Linked DNA regions of Ovis aries: region 1 is linked to region 2. Evidence: chromatin contacts called from public Hi-C data. All regions are on one chromosome and are shown on one strand. Each heading gives the region's core, a stretch centred on a gene start, on an enhancer-like site or on the middle of the called end of the contact. The rest is flanking DNA. Distances are from core to core; before and after follow the strand shown.

Region 1 (6,713 bases), core at 69-2,568, 33 kb before region 2:
CTACAAAGTTCTGATACCAGTTCAGTTCAGTTCAGTCGCTCAGTCATGTCTGACTCTTTGCGATCCCATGAACCGCAGCACGCCAGGCCTCCCTGTCCATCACCAACTCCCAGAGTCCACCTGAACCCATGTCCATTGAGTTGGTGATGTCATCCAACCATCTCATCCTCTGTCGTCCGTTTCTCCTCTTGCCCTCAATCTTTCCCAGCATCAGGGTCTTTTCCAATGAGTCAGCTCTTCGCATCAGGTGCCCAAAGGATTGGAGTTTCAGCTTCAACATCAGTCCTTCCAATGAACACCCAGGACTGATCTCCTTTAGGATGGACTGGTTGGATCTCTTTGCAGTCCAAGGGACTCTCAAGAGTCTTCTCCAACACCACAGTTCAAAAGCATCAATTCTTCGGCACTCAGCTTTCTTTATAGTCCAACTCTCACATCCATACACGACCACTGGAGAAAACATAGCCTAGACTAGACGGACCTTTGTTGACAAAGCAATGTCTCTGCTTTTCAATATGCTGTCTAGGTTGGTCATAACTTTCCTTCCAAGGAGTAAGCGTCTTCTAATTTCATGGCTGCAGTCACCATCTGCAGTGATTTTGAAGCCCATCTGATACCAGAGACTAGTGAAATCTCAAATACATGGAGAGATAGAAGATGCTTGGTTTCAGATAAACGGGGTGTGGTTGAAACTCCAGTTCTCTTCAACACAATCCTCATCAATGTTCCCAGCGGGTTTGCTTTGCAGAAATAGACAACTGTAAAATTTATAATGTGCAAGAAAACCAAAGTGGCAAAGGCAAGAAGAAACATTCTACAGACACATCTAAATTATATGTAAATATGAGAAGTCATTCAACCTCCTCAGTACTAATCAGAGGAATGCAAACAAAAACAGCCTGAAAAAATAATAAAAATGTCAAAACATAGCAGTCATAAGCAAGGGTGTGGAACAACGTTTCTGCCAATATACAATTGATAGGACAATTGATACAGTCATTTCAGAGTCAAAATTACATAGTAACATTGAAAATATGTACATGCATTACAACTCTGCATTCTACTCTTAAACACACACCTAAAGAAACTGCTGCAAGTTCATACCAACATTATTCATAAGAGCAAAACATTCGCTAACCATTGAATGGATAAATACCTTTATATATCTTCATATACATTATAGCTAAATTCACAAACATATGTGACCTTTTTGGCCCTCACCTAGATTTTCAGAGTGAGGCGTATTCAGCGCTGTCTTTCTCTTGCTGGCTGCCATGTAGGACGTTACAGTCACTCTCGTGTTGTAACCAGTCACTTCCTGACAGTGTTCTGTGCTGACCAGGCCCTGTGAGCAGCACGATAACCATCATCCCCTGGTGGAGGTGACCAGCTCTCGGAAGAACCCAGCAGTCCCACAGTCCTCACTTCTTGCCTAAATAAAATCAACTTGAAATTAATTTCTGGTCCATGATGACTGGTGTGTAGCTGACATAGTCAGAAGATATAAAAGCAGGAAACATCACCAAGGAGGAGCATGTCCATGTGGGAAGAACACTGTCTACAGCTGCTCAGATGGCTAGATTTTTTTTTCCCAGATAAATAAAGTGTGAGAAACCATTCTGATCCTTTTATCATGAAGATATAGCTACCTCAGCAGAGGAGAAGAGGGAGGGGAAATCCAGGAATGGTTGGTGCAATTAGGCAGCTCTCCATGGAAAGCTGTGTGTTTGGCTCCAGGGTCCAGTGACATTATTTGTTCTGGGAACTAATTTCAGCTTCTGCCTTTCAGCTGTAGCTTCTGTTGCTCCAGTTACTGGTGCCTGCAAATCCCAGGCCAAAAGTCCCTTATTCTTGGGCCCCTCTGCTTGTCCCCCTGCCATCCCCACCAGCCCCCGCCGCCTCATGATTACTTTCAGCAGCTTCACTGCACTGCGTGGTGTGGCTGTACTTTATTTTTTCCACCTGTCACTTGTAATGGACACCTGGACTGTTTCCTGGACTGTGTCTTTCCTATTGCATGTAATTTGAAATAAATAGACTCACATGTCCCTTGGGCAGTTTTCCCTAGGGAAGAATAAAACTGGTATGACGGAGGAGCAATAAATCTAAATAAAGAAGAAGAATGGCAAAAAAAAAAAATGTTGTCAGGAAAGTACCAAAGCCCCCCTGCAGCCCTGGCCTGTACCTTAGGGCATCAGAGCCAATCTGAGAGACAGGTTTTATAGGTTTATGGACCCTGACTTCTGCACCAAACTTGCTCCAACTTTCCAAAGCCATCACCTTGAGGCCTGCTGAGCACATAGGCAGATTATTAAGGGTGAGAGATGCCTCCAGAGCTTGAATATGATCCAAAGAACCAGGCCTCTCTCTCAGAGCAACTCACAACGATGTATGTTTCACAAAACAGACCTTTCATAAAAGAAAAAAAGAAAAGCGTATCTCTAGGGCCCCCACCTTTTCTCCAGGATCTTTTGTGCTGTGTACTGGACCTCTGGTGAGACCATTCTTGTGATTTCAGATAAGGGGTCTGTACAGGCTGAGTGGGTATGGGGGTCATTGGCAGCCATACTTCTCCCCTCCACCCTTATCTCCCTGCCCGGCACTGCACAGCCTTTCCTGCTTGAAACGGTATCCTTCCACCTTCTCTGAGTGGGAACCAGTACAAAGCAGAAGCTCCGGTTCCTTGTGCAGTGTGATTAAGGGTCAGATCATCGCTCTTGGCTCTTCCTCTTGGCCTCCAGACAAGGCTACAAGGCTAAGCACACGCAAGCACGGGTCTCTGGCTGCTGACCACTGTCAGCAGTTCCGTTGCTGCTTCCCCCAGGGCTAAACAGCCCACGCTGCAGCTGAATATGCTGTGTTATTTCCCCACATGTGACATCAGTGTCACAGAAGCTCGACAGAAGTTCTACCCAGGTGCAGCGAGGGTGCCGCTGAAACCAGCGGGATGAGGGGACACGTGGGGACAACGTCATCCAGTGCCTGGTGGTTTAATGATGCGGAGTGAGTGCACCAGTGCATGACCATGCATGGCCCAGTGCAAGTAGATATGGGTGGAACATGCTTCCACCGGTCATGCAGGGTCACTGTGGGGACCCACCCCAAGGGTGATCAAAGCTCCTACCCAAGACTAGGTTTTCCAGATCGTGGACTTTACGCACCTAAAGCTTTGATGATGCTGACCGTTATCTCACTTTTTCATAGGAGACTTCCAGTTGACTGTATTCCCCAACACTTTTCCCAGAATCCCAGGGATACTGCAGAGTCCAGGTGCCATCAATCCATGTGAGGGATGGAGGGCCCTTTGCCTATTCTTCCTATGCGGGTTCTAGAAAGCGAGCTAAGGAAAGTCTCAGCTCTGTACTAGGGAGGAGGCTGTGGTGATGTTACATTTCCTGGACACTGAGCATCAGGACAATGCCAGACAGGGTAACTCCAGAAGAAGAGGTGCTTTCCTCTGCTGTGAGTGTTTTCTGAGTAGATAGAAATGTGTTGGCTGCAATATGTTAAAAACATAAGGCATCCATTAGGTAGGAGAAAAGCAATTCACGAAGAGAAGTGGTAGAATTTCTTGACTTCAAAAGCAGTATTGATAGACAGCAAGAGTGACTTTATGCCAAAAAAGAAAAGATATATATGCCTAAAGAATAGAAATAGCATCTTTAGGATATTCAAAGATTCCAAAATTTTTTTTTTAATTTCATAGTGTTATCACGTGATGTAGGTTAAGAGAAATCACAAAGAAATACAAATATTAAATGTCACATGAAAGTTAAGCCCACTGGTTATTAAACTTAACCATGAACATGTAGGGGAGCTATCTGCCCCAAACTTTCTGCTACTTTGATAAATCCCAGAGTGGTGTTGATAAGGAGACTCTTTTAGGGCTGTGGTCTTACTATATAAAAGTGGGGGAGAGTGATCAAAACCAGATGGGACATTAATAACTCCTTTATCTGTGTAAATGTAGCAGCAGACACTTATTAGATAATAACACTCTAATAACACTGATAATGTCTCATATATGCATATATGTGTAAAAAATGAATAAAATGAGGGACCAGGGGATCTTCTTAGCTTTGATCAAATATGCAGGCTCATTTAGCTCTCAGAGTCACTCAGAAGGGTAACAGGATCAAAGCATTTCAAGCAGGCAGCATCTGATAATTCTGTTCAATGGGAGAAGTTCTTGGAACAACCCGTGATGCAGACCAGGCCCTAGTCTCTGCCCACCTGCCCCCTGCAGGGGGCAGCTTAGGTGTGAGATGAATTTACACCCGTGTAAGTGTTATCTCCCCTAGAGTCTTCTTCCATTTGGAATCAGTGCCTCTTGTATAAAGTTCATGAGCCTCGCTTCCAGACCCCTAGTAAGCACATGGCCAATTACAAGGATCACTGCATTCAGAGATGCCCATGCTACGGGTTTCCACATTGTTATAGTTCATCAGAAATCCCTCCTAGCCAAGATACAACTTATCAAGCAGAGGTCATTTTTACCATAGTCAATTTTGTCTAGAAATGTAGCTGACATTCTTCCTTTCTTTGGTTTCTGGAAAAGAGCTGGGAAATTAGCCTAAGATTAAACTTGTCCTGGAGAAGTAGAAAGGTTATTAAACTTTTACCCACAAGAATGAAAATGATTTACCGTTATTTCTTCCTTTACTATACTAAGCATCACTTTCTTTTTCAAAATATTTAAAAGAAGCACATTCTGCATTTTGTTATCCAAAAAATGCATTGTGATGCTAAGTATAGAAAGACTTTCAAGGTTTTTAAATTGCAGATCATTTAAGCAACCTAATTAGATCAAACACACCTGGAATTTCTGAGTATGTACATGAGGGGAAAAAATTAGTTAAAACATCCTGATTTTAAAAACTTCGGATCGTTCACGAACCTTCTAAATGCTCAATTAAAAAAACAAAACAAAACAAAACAAAAAAAACCTGATGTGAAGAATTAAATACTATTGACCACAAGAGGGAAGCCTAGGCCCATTTTTACTATGCTTTGAGGGGGGCAGGGGGGAAGGAAAGTGATGCTTCCTGAGAACCTTTAAAATATTCACCAATAAACGCAGTGTATAAGACAAAGCAACTGTCATCCCCACCTGAGGCTTGCATTTGTGGTTGGCGTGGTTTTGGTGTTTCGAATGGACTTGCTGTTTGACTCCATGTATTACGGGCTACAGTTAGAGATGTGATTTACAAAACTACCTTCCCACTTTCTAAGTGAGAACATGGACCAAAAGACCAGACTTCTGTAAATCTCGGTTTCCTCAGAATAAACTGGAAATATAATGGTGGAAAACACAATGGTGACATTTAATATGATATTAAGTATCTTATTGGGCTTCCCTAGTGGCTCAGTAGTAAGGCTCCACCTGCAATGCAGGAGACCCGGGTTCTATCCCTGGGTTGGGAAGATCCCCTGGGAAAGGAACTGGCAACCCACTCCAGTATTTTTGCCTGGAGAATCCCACGCACAGAGGAGCCTGGTGGGCTACAGTCCATGGGGTCACGAGAGTCAGAGAAGCCTTAGAGATTACACCACCATCACCATTAAAATTAAAGTATTTTGATTGGTAAGGGAGAAACAGTGCACCAGAAAAGACTCTCATGGTTTGATAAAAACATTGGTGTTGACATTATAAAACATTTTCCAGCACTGGCCATTTCTCATGTATCATCCTATCTAAGTCTTGAAATGACCTGTCTTAGATGCCATTCACCCACTCATGGTCTCCCTGGATCTACTGTGATCACCTTACAAACCTCTCCCTTTCAGTCTGTGCTTTATCCATACTATGTTAATGTGAAGAAGAACCACCTTCTTGGCATGACCTCCATTTTTTTGGAAAATGTCTTTTATTTATCATAACATTCAGACTTGAAAACTAACTATAAAATACTTTTTTTTTTTTATCATTTTCTTTACCACCTTCCTCATTCTAAGCCAGTCAGTCAGCAGGCCTAAGTGGCCATTCCTCACACTTCACTTTGCCACAGATTGGCAATATGACATATGGAATTAGAAATGGCTCTGAAAATAATTTGCCAGAATATGGAGGGAACAGAAAACGGTGCCAAAGGAGTGAATCAGTCATTGATTGGGCACAAGGAGGCAGCTGTTGAAGGCAGCAGCTCTCAGGCTTCACTGGGGTTTTTTCCAAACTAATCTTTTCTTCACAGTCTTTCAATTACCACATTCAGTCCACATCTGTTAGAACAGACAAAGAAATTGAGAAGAACCAACTGGCCCTCGATACTCAAATCATAGCAGTGGAGCCTGTGGAAATATTCTGAGAGGTGGATTTGAAGTTTCCAACTCCTCCCCTGACATGAGTGTGTGTGTGTGTGTAACTTCTTATTTACAAAAACTACACAAAGAAAAGTGACTTCAAACCCCTGAGAGCTTGTACAAGCTCAGGTCTTTGAAACATCAGATATCAAATGGGGTAAAGAGAAAATGGATCAAATTCTCAGACTCTCATCTTCCCAGAGTGGCACAGGGCATATGGCTCAGCACTTCAGTCGTGTCCGCCTCTTTTCAACCCCATGGATGGAGTCCACCAGCCTCCTCTGTCCATGGAATTATCCTGGCAAGAATACTAGAGTGGGTTGCTATTTCCTTTTCTAGGGGATCTTCCCAACCCAGGGACTGAACTAGCATCTCTTGCACTGGCAGGCAGATTCATTTCCCACTGAGCCATC
Region 2 (6,719 bases), core at 2,226-4,725:
AGCCCAATGGGATGGAAACAACCGTCACACTCTCTGTACCCATTCAGGGCACATGGCTTGCCATGTGAAATGGTTGATATTTGACTATCTGTGACCTACACAATCGGAATTTCACATAATTTATTCTATACTCATTGAATTATTGGATGCTTGTATGCTCAGGTCAGAGAAAGGGGAGTTGTAGGAGAAACTGATAGCATAGAAAGGCTCAAAATAGATTCATGATGGTTACTAACCTGTGTTGGGTTTTCAGAAGATGCCTTCAGTTCTTTAAGACATCCCATAGATACTGCTTATCTACATGGTCATTCTAAGTACTAAGAAACACTGCTTCAGCTCCAGGGTACTTTACCCAAGATAAATAAAGAGAAAATTAACTCTGTCAAAGAACATCTAATACAAGGATTCAAATTTTTATAAACATTTGGGTTTGGGGGAAAAAGAAAGAGGATAATGGGGGAGGTCCCTTGATACATCCTCCCACTGGGAGAGATGGCATCATCACAGATCCTGTTGAGGACATAACACGATCTTTTAGAACAAGTCTCCCTGGTAGCTCTGCTGGTAAAGAAATCTGCCTGCAATACAGGAGACCCTGGTTTGATTCCTGGATCAGGAAGATGCCCTGGAGAAGGGATAGGCTACCCACTCCAGTATTCTTGGGCTTCCTGGTGGCTCAGATGGTAAATAATATACTTGAAATGTGGGAGACCTAGGTTCAATGCCTGGGTTGGGAAGACCCCCGGAGGAGGGCACAGTAACCCACTCCAGTATTCTTGCCTGGAGGATCCCGATGGATGGAGGAGCCTGCTGGGCTACAGTCCATGGGGTCACAAAGAATCAGACATGACTGAGCAACTAAGCACAGCACAGCACTCCCTAATTCTTTAGATTTGCCATAAAATCTTCAGGGAAACTTTCCCTTTTTCTTGCATAATTCATATAATAAAGAGAACAACTGAATGAAAAATTATTTCAACACTATTGTTTCTAAGTTTTCTCAAATACCTGAAGGGATGGGATGCAAGGCTGGAGATGCAAGACTCCTTCATCGGAAGGGAGTTGAGAAGAAACAGAATATAGATATGACGGCTTGCGTATGTCACTGTCCTAGAGAGGGCAAGTATTCAGGAACTGTTTGTTGTAGGTTGGAGTCACAATCTCTAAGGGGACATGGTCTGGACATAGAGACTAAAGTACTCTTTCTTCTCCCACACCCCAATAGCTCACCACCCAAGGTGTGCATACACTGGGTCTCCCTGGCCCAAGCCAAGAGAGGGCTCAGCCCCATCATCACTAACAGAGCGGCCATCCAGGAGCCTCTGGAGAAATACAGACATACCATGCTGGAGAACAGGAAAGGAAAGGGTGAGGAGAGCATGTGAGTGTCATCCAGTGAGGACAAGAACCCTCTCCCCACCTGTATCCCAAGTAACACCAATCAAGAAACTCATTTCTTTGTTCCTGGATTGGATGATCTCAGTGTTGGACCAAATCAGCATCAGTGATCTATGACATCATCAGTTGCTGGTCATAAATTCAGTATGGAAGTCCTTCTCTGACACTTAGACTTTTCTCAACCTGCCCTGTTTTGGTGTCTGCAGGGCAGGAATAGAGATGCGGATGTAAAGAACAGACACCATCAGTCCTCTGTGATGACCTAGATGAATAGGATGAGGGGCATGGTGGTGGGAGGGTGGGCCATGAGAGAGGGAATATATGTATAAATATAGCTGATTCACTTCACTGTACAGCAGAAACTAACAAAATATTGTAAAGCAATTATACTCCAATAAAAAAGGGGGGAGGGTACTTCCCTTGTGGTCCAGTGGCTAAGACTCCACGCTTCCAATACAAGGGGCCCAGGTTTGATCCCTGGTTAGCGAACTAGATCCCACGTGCTACAACTTAGAGTTCCCACACTACAAATGAAAGAACTCACAGGCAAGGATCAAAGATCCTGCGTGCCACAACTAAGACCCAGGGCAGCTAAATAAATACACATCTTTTTTTAAAGATTGTTCTTAATTTAGTGTTTTAAATGTTTGATCTGGTTGTATCCGACACATTTTATCTGGGCCTGTATGGAGAGCCAGCTGTGCTCCTTGTTTGAGCCTAAAAAGCATTCATCTCTCTTGCTTGAAGATACAGACATTTCGCCAAAAGTACGTGTAAGTGTGTTTAGGAGCGGAAGTGCTAGAGAGCAGATGGTTGCAATTTAGAAGAACTTTAATCTGATCCTTTTTACACTTGTCGATTTGGGGAAAGTACAACTGACATGAAGGTACCTTTCTCAATACTGAAAAACGCTATGATTCTGTGGACGCTTTAAGGAACACCATCCCCCGGTAACTGGTGATGTTACAGAATTACAGCCACTGATTAGAGCATAATCTGTACTTCCTGACCGGAAGCGATGTTTCTCGTAAACTAAAGGAAATGGAAATTTAGTCAGTAACTTAACTCGAATGAAAAAACCTCCCAGGTTTGTCTCCTGATACCGTCCAAGTTTAGTGGCACCCCCAAAATATTCAGAGAAAAAGAGGTTTAGGATAGGTGATCTGTGTGGAATGGAGGATCTTGAAGGTATCTTGTAGCATTTAATCTAAGAATATGCTAAGGCCAACTGTCCTGATCAAAGCTTGCAAGAGGCTGAAAGATCAATAAAAGTCAAAGTCAGCTGTTGGTGCACTTTTGCTTTAGAAGAATTAATAGAGAAGAGAAACACCATGTTAGTCGCTCAACCATGTCCTACTCTATAGTCCCACCACATGGACTGTAGCCCACCAGGCTCCTCTGTTCATGGAATTCCCCAGGCAAGATTACTGGAGTGGGTAGCCATTCCCTTCTCCAGGGGATCTTCCTGACCCAGGGATCAAACCCATGTCTCCTGCATTGCAGGTAGATTCTTTACCATCTGAGCCACCAGGGAAGCCTGTTAATGTTTTATATAAAAACAAAAAACAAAAATGTGTTCAATTACTTATTCCTGGCTCCCATTAGGATTTTTCTTATTTTATTGGGAATGCATCCTTTTATTATTCACCTTCTCTTGCTTTATATCAAGAAAATATACAAGAATATGTTGCTAATTAGTAAATAGAATCCTATGAAAAAACTATCAGTTATCTATCCTTTGATGTAGTCATCTAATAATCCATGAGGTTGCATAGAGTCAGACAAAACCGAGAAATTAACGCTTTAGCTTTACACAGCAGAAGTTGAACAGGACTGCTTCTCCCTCAGCTTTTAGAGCGGAAAACCCCTCGACTCTGGCCTTCCATCCCCTATCCTCTTCCTCCCCTCTCCATAGCAACAGGTCCTGTGACTCAGGAGATCCCCACGCTCCATTCAGAAGTGCCCAGGTGACATTACTAGCGACACTGGCAGCAGCGAGGCACCAATGACCCAGGAGGTTCAGACGCCCAACACTTCTGAAAGAGGCAGTGAAATTGCCAAATCTCAGATACAACTGGAGGTAGGGCAGGTAAAAGAAACCAGACAGCTGCGATATAGCGCCACCTACTGGAATACATAGGAAGAACTCTAATTTCTAAAGGGAGAATCATTAGAATTAAGGTTTTAAATTTTTGTCGAAGTTTTACCTAAGGAAGAAAGGTGTTATTTCAGATGCACCAGTAAAGGAACAACCCATCAACCACCATGAAGCACCACTGTTACATGGAATCACAAAGAGAAAATGACAGTTCTCTAGGAACCAAACGTAAAGTCGTGCACTATTGTGATCTTATAAGAGTATTCAAAATAGCAAGCTACAAAGAAACCCAGAAAGGCAGTTCAGTGAGCTCAGGAATAAAATGAATGAGCAGAAGGAATATTTACAAAAGAGGTAGAAACTCTTAAAAAAAAAGAGATAAACCAAAATTCTAGAGCTGAAGAAATCTATAAATTAGGTGAAGAATGCATTAGAAGCATTGGAAGTAGAGCGGAGCACATGGAAGAGAGAGTTAGTGAGTTTAAAGAGAGAAATCTAGAAATGATACAAGTAGAAGAGGAAAGAGAATCAAGATCTAAAAACAAACGAGGAAATTCTATAAGAACTGACTCTTTTGCGAAGGAAAAATTAGGATAATGGGTATCACAGAAAAAGAAAAGAGGGAGAAGAAAGTAGAGAGTTTGCTCAAAGAAATAGTAGCTGAGAAATTCCTAAACTTGGGAAAGGAACTGGATATGCAGGTCCACAAAGCTAAGAACAAACCTAATTATCTCCATGCAAAATCACCTCTCCAAGACCCATTATATTAAGCCTCCCAAAAATTAATGACAAAGAGAGAATTTTAAAGGAGTCCAAGGAAAAAGGATGGTATATGCCAAAGTGAAAGTGAAGTCGCTCTGTCGTGTCTGACTCTTTGCGACCCCATGGAGTGTAGCCTAACCAGGCTCCTCCCTCCATGGGATTCTCCAGGCAAGAGTACTGGAGTGGGGTGCCATTTCCTTCTCCAAAGGAACCCTCATTAGACTCTCAGCAGAGTTCTCAGCAGATACTCCGCAGAAAGGTGAAATGACAAACTCAAAATTCTGAAAGGTAAAAACTGTCAGTCAAGAATAGTCTAATCAGCAACATTATCATCCGAGTAAGAAGGAGAAATAAAGGCCTTCCCAGACAAACAAAAGCTGAAGGGGGCCATCAACGTAATACTTATAAGAAATGTTAAAAGTGCCCTTCCACCTGAGACAAAAAAGCAAAAGTACACAAAACCTTAAGGAAGTGATATATTGACAGACAGAATCAGACAACTGCAACTCTCTATCACAGCAGATGTTTAAACAGTTATAGTATGAAGGGGAAATGGAGAAAAAGAGCAGTAAAAATAGCTATCGCTGCCTCAATTTGGTAACAAGTTCACAACGTGGAAAGGGACATTGTGAGATAACAGAAACCCAAGAGAGGATGAGGAGAAGGATGGAACCTGCATGGACAAATGGAGACACGATGATGCCAGCAGAAAAAGGACTCTTTTATCTGTAAGACATTTTATACAAACCTCATGGTAACCATATGATGTAAGTCTAGGGCAGAGATATGAAACAAAAAAGAGGAAACTGAGAAAAGCGTTATGCAAAACCAACAAGCTAACACGGCAGACAGAAGCACAAGGGAAAGGAAGGATAGTGCAGCCAGAAAAGAGAGAACGCTGGCCCTGTGCTCAGCCGCCCAGCCGTGCCCGGCTGTGCGGCCCCACGGACTGGAGCCCACCAGGCTCCTCTGTCAAAGGGATTCTCCAGGAAAGAATACTGGAGTGCATTACCATTTTCCATTTCTCAATAATCACACTAAATGTCAATGATAGGAATTCGCCAAACACACGTGATGGTTGGATGGAGTAACAAACAAGACCCAATGATGGGTACAAGATCCTCTAGGAGATGCACCTCAGCTCTGAGGACAAACATAGGCTCAAAGTGCAGGGACGGAAGGTGATGCTCAATGTCAGCCAGAAGACAGTGAGTGGTGTAGCCTCATTCATATCAGATAAAATAGACTTCATGTCAGAAAGATGGCAAGAGACAAAGATGGACATTTCAGAATGGTAAGGGGAACAGTTCACTAGGAAGACACAACAGTTAATGATACATATGCACCTATCATTGTTGCTATTAGTCACTAAGTCGCATCTGACTCTTTTGTGACCCCATGGTTTGTAGCCCACCAGGCTCCTCTGTCCACGGGCTTTCCCAGGCAAGAGTACTGAAGTTGGCTCCATTTCCTTCTCCAGGGAATCTTCCCGACCCAGGGACTGAACCCACGTCTTCTGCATTGGCAACTGGATTCTTTACCACTGAGCCACCAGGGAAGCCCACACAATAACACAGAAGTACCGAAATGCACAAACCAAATATTAAGCTATCTAAAGGAAGGGATGGGCAGAATACAATAACGGTAGGGGACTTTAACACCCCACTTATATCAATGGATAGATCATCTAGATCAAAAGTCAACAAAGAAACAGTGGCTTTAAATGAAATATTAGGCTAGATGTAAAGACATTCCATCCAAATGCAGTAGAATACACATTCTTCTAAGTGCACATGGAAAATTTTCAAGAATAGACCATATGTTGAGACCAAAAAAAGTCTCAATAAATTTAAGAATATTCAAATTATAGCAAATATGGGGCTTTCCAGGTGACACTAGTGGTAAAGAACTCCCCTGCCAATTCAGAAGAGGTAAGAGACACTGGTTCTATCCCTGGGTCAGGAAGATTCCCTGGAGGAAAGCATGGCAACCCACTCCAGGATTCTTGCCTGGAGAACCCCATAGACAGAGGAGCCTGGAGAGCTATACAGTCCATAGTGGGGCAGAGTCAGACATGACTGAAGTGACTTAACGATGGTATGAAAATAGAAATCAATTACCAGAAGAAACCTAGAGAAGTCACCAATATGCAGAGACTGAACAACATGCTAAGAATAGCAGATAGGTTATGAAGAAACCAAAGAAGAAATTTTAAAAGTACCTAAAAATAAATGAAAATTTTAAAATGAAACACCAAAATCTTTGGATGCAGTTAAAGAAATACTGAGGGACACTTATAATAATACAGGCCTAACTCAAGAAACAAGAAAAATCTCAACTAAACCATCTAACATTACACTTAAAGGAACTAGAAAAAGCACTTCCCTGGTGGTCCAGTGGCTAAGACTCTGTGCTCCCAATCCAGGAGGCCAAGGTTCAGTTCTTGGTCATAGAACTAGAT

Evidence for each region. A called contact is a pair of places that touch in the nucleus more often than the background predicts.
Region 1: a contact with region 2 is called in a Hi-C map of liver, with 1.9 times the contacts expected there. The contact joins the promoter of BTNL2 here to the enhancer-like site in region 2. A contact is called at or near these places in 4 of 16 Hi-C or Micro-C datasets (blood and liver).

What each region holds. Positions count from the first base shown.
Region 1 is chr20:25,465,380-25,472,092 of ARS-UI_Ramb_v3.0, reverse strand. It overlaps BTNL2 (butyrophilin like 2), which reads right to left and starts at 1,318. Exons shown (of 9, transcript XM_027958971.3): 1 at 1,222-1,318. The coding sequence starts at 1,276.
Region 2 is chr20:25,434,252-25,440,970 of ARS-UI_Ramb_v3.0, reverse strand. No RefSeq gene overlaps it. Among named protein-coding and RNA genes, the nearest start is that of BTNL2, 33 kb to the left of the region's middle. Within about 2 kb of position 3,475, at least 5 of the 54 cell types and tissues checked have an H3K27ac peak or open chromatin away from gene starts, as enhancers often do. A contact at or near this core is called in liver, where this site is marked.